Linked DNA regions of Gasterosteus aculeatus: region 1 is linked to region 2. The links are chromatin contacts, called in public Hi-C maps. All regions are on one chromosome and are shown on one strand. The core of a region is the stretch at or near the end of the contact, and the rest is flanking DNA. Distances in the headings are between cores, read along the strand shown.

The links. Hi-C and Micro-C count contacts between places; a contact is called where the count stands out from the background.
Region 1: a Hi-C map of skeletal muscle shows a contact between it and region 2, with 4 times the contacts expected there. The contact joins the enhancer-like site here to the promoter of arfgef3 in region 2. A contact is called at or near these places in 2 of 6 Hi-C or Micro-C datasets (both in skeletal muscle).

What each region holds. Positions count from the first base shown.
Region 1 is chr6:18,170,789-18,175,502 of fGasAcu3.hap1.1, forward strand. It overlaps LOC120820734 (LIM domain-binding protein 3-like), which reads left to right. Exons shown (of 14, transcript XM_078104900.1): 6 at 362-555. Among protein-coding and RNA genes, the nearest start is that of LOC144409511, 15 kb to the left of the region's middle. Within about 2 kb of position 1,418, at least 3 of the 9 cell types and tissues checked have open chromatin away from gene starts, as enhancers often do.
Region 2 is chr6:18,134,926-18,139,494 of fGasAcu3.hap1.1, forward strand. arfgef3 (ARFGEF family member 3) reads right to left here and starts at 3,145. Exons shown (of 41, transcript XM_078104889.1): 1 at 1,215-3,145. The coding sequence starts at 1,299.

The sequences.
Region 1 (4,714 bases), core at 168-2,667, 34 kb after region 2:
CCTCAGTTTTTCAGCCACTAGTTCAGAACAATGAGTTGTCACCTCCTGGTGGCCGAGAGAAGAAGAACATGAGCTTCATCCTTGTCTCAAAAAATATGTCTCAAAAGCCAGCGGATGAACCATTAAAACACCCCAAAAACAGGAGAAATCACTTGATTTAGTAATATGAGCTCAAATAATGCAAAAACAAGGTGAAGAAATCCTCATGGATTCACTTCTTGGTTCCTACAAAAATACATTTTTACACCTTTTACAATCTGATTGGTCTCTAAAACATATTGATTAGTCATTGATAGCTGTTACCCAACATTCTCTGCTCCCTCCCGGCCCCGTCTCCTCCCACCCCCCGCTCCACCCGAAGCCTCGGTCAGTGCAGGTCAACGGCCGCCCGTCGGCCTGCAGCGCCTCCCCCGGGCCTGCAGACGCAGGCTCCCCCGGGAGGAGGCCGGCGGCCGTCAGCCCCGCCCAGAGGAAGCAGTATAACTCCCCCATCGGCCTGTACTCAGGGGACGCTCTGAGGGAGATGGCGGCCGTTCAGGCGGGTCGGCCTGCCGGGTACGTAGAGACGGAGAGGAGGAGTCAACGTGGCGGGAGGAGGGTCTTGGAGGCAGAGCTGTTGGTAGAGGCGGGAATGAGAGGGCTGAACGCCCACGTTTTTTCCTCATGCCCGGCTTCTCTTTTGAATAACGGCGTACAGTTCAGATTTTTAGTGGCTCTACATGCACATGCAGTCTGGAGGGAAAATTACTATTGTTTCTTTGGATTTCAGCGAGGATTCAGGGCGCTTTCGCCCCGAACTCATTGGGTCCGGACGTGAACCTGACTTTTTAGTTGGAAGACTAAAATTACAAGCGGACGCTCCCTGAAGCAACAAACGGCTGAACCACGGTTCCGTTTGTTTCTGGTGTGAACACATTTCTTTCTTAGCTCTTAGTTCTGCAGTGCTGTCCTGCCAACTGGGAAAAGAAATGATGTCATATCAGGGGATGCAGGTGTTTGAACACATTGAACATCTCAACGTTCTATTCTCACTCCATGAGCAATGGGAACAGATGCTAACATCAGCTAACAAAGTTTCGCACCTTTTTTAAAAACAAAAGTAGTTACTTTGCAATGTTTAACCGACAGTTAATTCTACGGTTTGTTGCTTTTCTCTGAGCGTGAACCAGCAGCTCCTCCTCTGAGACCTCTGCTGCCTTTAGCGGCCTCGTCCTGCCACGTGGACCAACAGGTCACACTGGAGACATTTCAGGGAGAACGATTCCACGCTGATTAGAGATCAATAACTGACTCCCCTAAAACCTCTGCTCTGCTGACCTTTAACCCCAAGAAGGAGAAAAATGGGCTCAGTACATTCAGTGTATTAAGTCTCCCCCCCAAAAAGCTTAGCTGAACCTAAACATGGATATGAATGATGAAATGATGAAAATATACAAAGTATATATGTGTTGTATATTAGTTGCAGCAACATTTGGTTACCTACAGCATATTTTATTGATTAAACCTACTTTAACTCATAACTGTTTCTACACTGGTATATTACAGGGCTGTAAGTGTGTGACTGTTACTATACGTATTCATAGCCACACACACACACACACACACACACACACACACACACGCACACGCGTTGGTGTTTCCCCAGTTCACAGTGTGATTCGGTTACAGCATCACTAAAGGGGCCAAACACCTGTTTGTTAAAGGTCAGGGAACCTTACACGCGCACACACACACACACACACACACACACACACACACATGTACACACACACATCCTGTCCGTACGCTTTCTGTATTGGACTTTCACCCTGAAAAAAAGGATCGTTGTGTTTTTGTTACCTGACGACGGGACTTATTATGACACTATTTTTGTTTTTTTAAGAATCCAAATATCTGGCTCATTTCCAACAATTATAGTAGTAATAATTCATTGAATATATAATATATTTGAACTTGATATTACATATATTCAGGAATGAATGCTCTGTTTTGCAAATCGCTCGAGAGTTTTTTTGCTCTTATTATTGTCGCTGCAATAAAGGTCAAAGTCCCGTTGCCTCTAAAGGAAGAATCTCTTCACTCGCTGATCTGACAGCTGTGCGGCGGTGAGGGCAGTGCGAGTACATCGCGTTCACCTCTGACCTTCACTTCTCTCCTTTCTGCAGCGGGAACTTGTCCTGCTGTTAAAACTCACAAAACATGCCAACGTGTTTTCTGACGGCTAATCGTCTTCTCTTTCCTTCTTTCCTCTCCATGTCGGTCAAACAAGGTTTTGTCCCCAGCCGCCCCCAAGTCAGTGTCCCCTCCTGCTGAGTGCATCGTGTGTCGTTTTTAAGGCATGGCTTTGTCTCTGTGGGTGTCTTTGTGGTCCCTGTTGGGATGAAGAGAAGTACATTATTGTGCATTAATTGACACGTGGGTAAAACGCCCAGAAGCATAGAAGCCCCTGTTGTTTCCCTGCCCATTATAGAACATGGGCCTCCACCTGATTCAAGCTGACCTTTCTGACACTGGATCGGTTAGCAGAGGACATTTCAGAACAAAAGAATGAAAAACGAGAGCCGAGAGAGAAGTTTATCTTCACACGGCACGACAATTACGACGTCAATGTCAGATTGTCTGTTTGAAAATGTGGTCTGATGCTCGACAGATATGAGGCGGAGGTTCCACGCTGCAGGCTCCAGAAAGCACTTTGGGTTCCCCCACAGAATTGTAGCGGCATGTAGTGGAAGCCCAACATGTTGGTTGAGGTGCAAGGGTCTTTGTTGTTGATGGAGGCCCTCAAGTATTCCTATATTTACTTTGGAATTAGGTTCAGCCTGCAGGGAGCACCGGGTGAGCTACCGGCCATTTGGACCTTAAACCCACCTGGTACAGAAGCTAAAAGGAGTTTTTTTATTATTACCGAAATTACTTGTATTTTTTGGACAATCATCTGCCGTCGGTGCAGCGCGAACGTGCACCATCGCGGTTTGCTGTGTGTTTTAGGCTGGCTTTTTTGCGGATGTCTCACTGTCCCTCTGCTCTTTGCAGCGTGCTCATTCACCCTGCATGCGTGCACGGACAAAGTCGTATGTTTAAAAAATGGGGCCTCGTGGGAGGGAGGGGTGTAATTGATTGAATCCCCGCAGCGATTCTGCACGAATGGCATCTTTTTCATTTCATGTATTTTGGGGCATTTGAATAAAGGTCACAGTTTGACACGTTTTATCTGACGTTCCTCAAGCTTCAATTACCACAGAAAGCACAGAGACGACGTGAAGCGTCTGACAGTTACACAAGATGGAGTTTTAAAATAGAAACGAGTGGTTTGGCCTGCTGTATGAATCTTTTCTGCATGGTGAGATTGGAGAAAATGAATTTCTATATGAACATTAAAGGTTGATAAGTATTGGAACATGTGTTTCCAGAGAAGAGATTTCTGTGTGGCTCTATCAGCTGTTTCTGATGAAAACAGCCTTCCTGTCCAAGCGTTTGCGGTGAGCATGGCGGCCTGTTTCTTCCTCGCTAACCTTCCCTTACGAACATCGCTCCTCCTTTCCCTCCACCCATCTGTCCACCTCGGTCCTCTCCCCCCCTCTCCGTCACCCCCCCCACCCTCCGTCCCCCCTCCTGCCAACAACAGCGCCGGCTTCAACCCCGCCGCCCTGCCTACCCATAAGCCCATCGAGGTGAAAGGGCCCGGCGGCAACGCCACCATCATCCACGCGCAGTACAACACGCCCATCAGCATGTACTCGCAGGACGCCATCATGGACGCCATCGCAGGACAGACGCAGGGGAAGGGGCCCGACGGAGGGTAAGAACACCTCCACCTCCTCTTCTCCCTCCTCCCCCTCCTCCTCCTCCTCATTCACCACTGCCAGTTAATGCCGAACACCGTGCTGTCCTCGCTCAGTCCTCTCCTCCTCCTCTTGTTCTTCCTCCTCCTCTCCTTCCTCCTCTTCTTGTTCCTCCTCCTCTCCCTCCTCCTCTTCTTGTTCCTCCTCCTCTCCTTCCTCCTCTTCTTGTTCCTCCTCCTCTTCTTGTTCATCCTCTTCTTGTTCCTCCTCCTCTTCTTGTTCCTCCTCCTCTTCTTGTTCCTCCTCCTCTTCATCCTCCTCTTCTTGTTCCTCCTCCTCTTCTTGTTCCTCCTCCTCTCCCTCCTCCTCCTCATTCACCACTGCCAGTTAATGCCGAACACCGTGCTGTCCTCGCTCAGTCCTCTCCTCCTCCTCTTGTTCTTCCTCCTCCTCTCCTTCCTCCTCTTCTTGTTCCTCCTCCTCTCCCTCCTCCTCTTCTTGTTCCTCCTCCTCTCCTTCCTCCTCTTCTTGTTCCTCCTCCTCTTCTTGTTCATCCTCTTCTTGTTCCTCCTCCTCTTCTTGTTCCTCCTCCTCTTCTTGTTCCTCCTCCTCTCCATCCTCCTCTTCTTGTTCCTCCTCCTCTTCTTGTTCCTCCTCCTCTCCCTCCTCCTCTTCTTGTTCCTCCTCCTCTTCTTCCTCCACCTCTCCCTCCTCCTCTTCTTGTTCCTCCTCCTCTTCTTGTTCCTCCTCCTCTCATCCTCCTCTTCTTGTTCCTCCTCCTCTCCATCCTCCTCTTCTTGTTCCTCCTCCTCTCCCTCCTCCTCTTCTTGTTCCTCCTCCTCTTCTTGTTCTTCCTCTTCTTGTTCCTCCTCCTCTCCATCCTCCTCTTCTTGTTCCTCCTCCTCTCCATCCTCCTCTTCTTGTTCCTCCTC
Region 2 (4,569 bases), core at 1,895-4,394:
GGGCTTGTCGTCTCAAACCAGTCTGTAAAACATGAAGTCCGTTCACGTCAGTGAGAGGGTGGAAATAAGTGGAGTACGACGCGCTGGATAGCCTCGGTCACACCGGAGCCCTCAATTCATACATGCACGATGCTCTTGCACACGATTGTTTCCAAGATCTGCCGACCTCTTCACGCCCCGTTAAACATGTCCTTGCAGTGTGTGTGTGTGTGTGTGTGTGCGCGTGCATCAGATCAGCACAATCTGAGCCCATTCTCTGCTCGCGGTGTCACAGGAGTTTCACCCGCCACCAAAAGGTCAGGCTGGCCTTCTATTACTAATAAATATCACTGACGTCAGTGGGAAAGCGCTTTTTCCTCCTGCTTCAGTGGCGTTCAATGGATTTTCTGTTAGCGTGACGTCCTCTGATTGCAGTTTGAGGCTTTTGCTGAGGAGAGAACTTCATGGAGAAAGCACTGACCGACACCGGCGAGACCAGCGAGGAGTTTCCATTCAAAATGTGCAACGCTCTCTTCCTCTTGTGGTAATCATTTGCATGGGAACAAACCCTCAGTCGGCTAGAAGGTGGCGAGTGAGTCAGCAGAAAGGTCCGCGTGGGTGATCATTTATTAAGACCCATCGCCTCACGTCATCTTTAAAAGCACAACTGGTGTGCAATATGATCGAGTGGGCCGTGACGTCATCACACGTCATGCCTTTTAAAAACAACCTAAAGCTCTAATTGGTGATCAGCACATCGGTGGTCGTCTGCCTCCAGAGGAGTCGGCCACGATGGTGCGTTTATGTTCCTTCCGCGTTGGAAGCGCCGGTGTTGTTGCAAAGATCACACGTGCTTTTATGAAACGGCCTAAAAGGAAATGAATGCTTCTGAAAGGACCAGTTGTGCTTGTTTATCAAAAATCATAATACGGCGGTTGCAACTTTTTTTTTTTTTTTAATACCTGTTTTGGATGACGGGCCCCAACATTGCCCCCCCCACACACCCCTCACTATAAGGCTTTAGTATTGATCACCTTAAAAAACACTGCCAAAGACCCCGTCGCCTCCCGACATAATAATAATAATAATAAAAAATAATAATAATAATTTTAATACGTTACTTTAAAGCTTTTACCCTTTTTACCCCTTTTACTAGAGCCGGAGACTGGGAGAGACGGGGGGGGAGACAGCGGGGGACGGGGGGAGACAGGTGGGGGGAGCTGCTGTGCACTCACCGCGGGCGTAGACGCAGGCGTCGCGGAGGGCTTTGTGCTTGTGGCCGGACGCGTCTTTCTGCAGTTTACGCAGGATGTCCTCCATGCTGACTCCCGGGGGGAGACGCGCCGCGCTGCGGGGGGGAGGAGACGCGCGGGGGCGTGCGGGAGGTGCTGTTGTGTGTGTTGTTTTTTTAATGTGTGTTAACAGTACAGCGACAGCATCCCGAACCCCACCAGCAGCACCAGCAGCCCGCGATGAAGGCGGTGATTCATCCCCTGACGAGCGGGCGGTGATGTCAGGCCGGCCGGCGGGACGAGGAAGCCTCTCTTTCGGTGGCACAGCGGAGATAATCCGACACCGGACGAACAGTCACCGGGAATCATCACCCATCCAGCAGCGGATCAACACGGCGAAATGACGCCACTCTCCCCGTCCCCGCCGGTCGGGTGTCCCCGCTCGCCACTGCCGTGTTTTGGTAAATCCGTTCCAGTGGATGCTCGTTGTGTTCACCGCGTCCAGGATCCGGTTTCCTGCGTCCATCCCACAAAAAAATCAATCCGCCGTCGGGGCGAAGGACGCGTCGCAGGGATCGTTCCGCAAAAAGGAAAAAACCCTCAAATAAAAGGGGGGATTTTGCTGTGACCTGGCAACGCAGTGTTTACTGCGCCCCGCCCCCAGTACGGGAGCTGGAAACTGCGGCGCGGATTGGTGGAGGCTGGAACGGGACTTCCTGTGACGGCGGGGCGACAGGTGGAGGAAGCGCAGGTGGAGTCAGAGAGCATCGTCACGACTCGTGACGTTATGGGGAAATGTTTTTAAAAAATTTATGAGTAGGTTATTGTTTTATGCGTATTATTATTCTGTGGAAAAGGCATAAATCATAAATCTAGAGATTATTTTTTCCCCCAATTTACATATTAATGTAACTCTACATTAACAAAATACCTATTCTTTTCAATTTACATATTTAAAATAAATATATTGTGACATATTATTTTTATTGATTACTTATGATTTTTATTCTGTCTACATATTCAGATTTTTACACAGGCAGCGCGTGTCCTCGTGGGTCCACCTGATGGCGGTGTTGGATTAAATAGTTTCTACTGTTTTCTGTAGCCTTACTGATGATCTGTACCACGGTGTGACCCTGGGATTAATGTTTGGGGTTGTGCTTGGTGTGTGAGGCAGGGGGGGGGACTCGTTGGGCCCTTTAGAGCCCAGGACACAGTGCTGCCTCCTCAATAATTACTACCCCCCCCCCCCAATAATTACAATGCCACAGGTTTTACAGGGAGGCCATTGTTCATTCACGCGTCGCCTCTCTGCCTCTGTTTAAAACCATTGGGCTGCCCAGGTGCATGCTGGTCCCACCTGCCTACACGCCCGACCAACAGGTGCCAATAGTTTGCACCCAACTAAACCAACGAGGCCTCTACACAAAAGCCTGATCTACTAAACTATACGATGATTCAACCGCACTGCCGAGTATCTAAGTGTGTCAAAAACATTCATTTTAAAAGTAAAACCTGCTGAATCGGCTACCGGCCGCTCCTTTGACACAGTTACCGCATCACTTGTGTGTGATGTGTACTTGTACTCATCATTCTGAGTGGACAGCGTTGAGACACACGCGCTGCACTTTTAGCCAATGAGCATTACACAACAGTGTGCGATTTGGGTCGGAGCCGCATTGAAGCGTCAAACCGGGAGACGGTCATCTATTTTTTTCTTTTCATGAGTGCGAAAGTTTAGTTCCTCGTGGAAGCATAGAGCTCTGCGCCGCCGGAGCCTTTTAACGAGAAAACAAGAGATGTGATATTGTACTTAATTACAGATGCAAGGTACCTGTACTTTTCTTTTTATGACACTTTCTACTTCTACTTCATTATCATTGACTGACAGCGTCAGGGACAACTATATTTGTATGTAAAATACAAAATAAAATTCATGGAAAAAACATGTGTGAGGGTTTCCAGTTGGGCTCTGGATAATTGTGTCGGCATGGAAATTAATTAGCAGTAAAATCCATACGGAAATAATGATTAGCTAACAGTTTTAACCAAGTGCTGCAGTAAATCCTTTATGTTCACTAATGGATAACATGTTAAAAGCAGAATGTTTACTTACGACAGAAGCATTGGTTTGAAATTGTTATATGTGATGTAGAATCTGTGTTAGAACCTGAATATCCATTTCCCCCATTTTCTTGTGATGGGAGTTTTGTCATTAAGGTCTTTTGGACGCTACGTGTGCAACATAACAGCACTTGACTTTCCACGAGGCGTCTTTTGAACGCAGTGATCGTTTAGCAGCTGGTTTTCGGTAAAAGTAATTTTGTGTTTTTTGTGTCAAAAAGTCAAACAGGAATCAGAAAGTGCAATTCTTTCTGAAAAATCCATTTAAAACAGGTTTATAATTGAGTATTTTGAATAAGGTTGTGCCTGTGACCAATGATACGTCTGATTGACAGAAAATTCATTTAAAGGTTTAACGAAAAATCATTTTTTTTCTTTTCATTTTTTTAATGCCCTCAGCCGCGCACACACACACACACACACCTCCACCCGCACACACACACCTCCACCCTGGAGCTTCTTGCAACAGCTGGCAATCAAGCAGAAGTCCTGAGAGACAGACGAGCACCAGATCGGTGGAAAACATCAGCAGGTTTGCTGAAAAATGTGAAATTTGTCTGACGGTAAAAGCATACAGGTGTTTGCTAGAGACGTGTAGGAGGAAGAAAACGTCAGACGAGAAGAAGTACCTCCATCCTAAATGGTAGATATTTGTAAAGAAGATCTCCCGCCAGCTGAAGGACAATTAAAGAATAGAGAATGGACCCGATCTACCTTTCCCTTCAGGCTTAATGCCGTTTCTAAATCATTGTGGATGCTGCATCTGTGTGGAATATACAGACCTTTAATCCAACTGAGAGGCACGACCTTCAAGTTTCTCTGTGTGTCCTTGTGTGTCCTTACGTGTCAATGTCCTACATCCCTCCCCATCAGTTAAGGTGATTAAATGGATGCGGGTTACACACACATTAACACACATTAACACATTAATGGTGATTATTCTTAAACCGGTTGATGTCAGCAGCTGCGACTTAAGCTCTTCTCCTCTTTTTTTTCCTGTTGCATTCTCAATTAGCTGAAGTTTAAGTGTCCTGCTGAGTGTTTCTCTGTGCCTCCTGCGCAAAGAATCTACGTGAAGCGCCAGGGAGTTATTCAAAAGCACGCACTCACATTTAAATGTTTAATCATTTGAATCAAATATCCTTGAAATCACGTTGTAGAATGTTTCCGCAGAAAGATTTGTTTGTCAAATTGGTTCATGGTGGGTTGTTTATGTCAACGTTTATGCGTATTC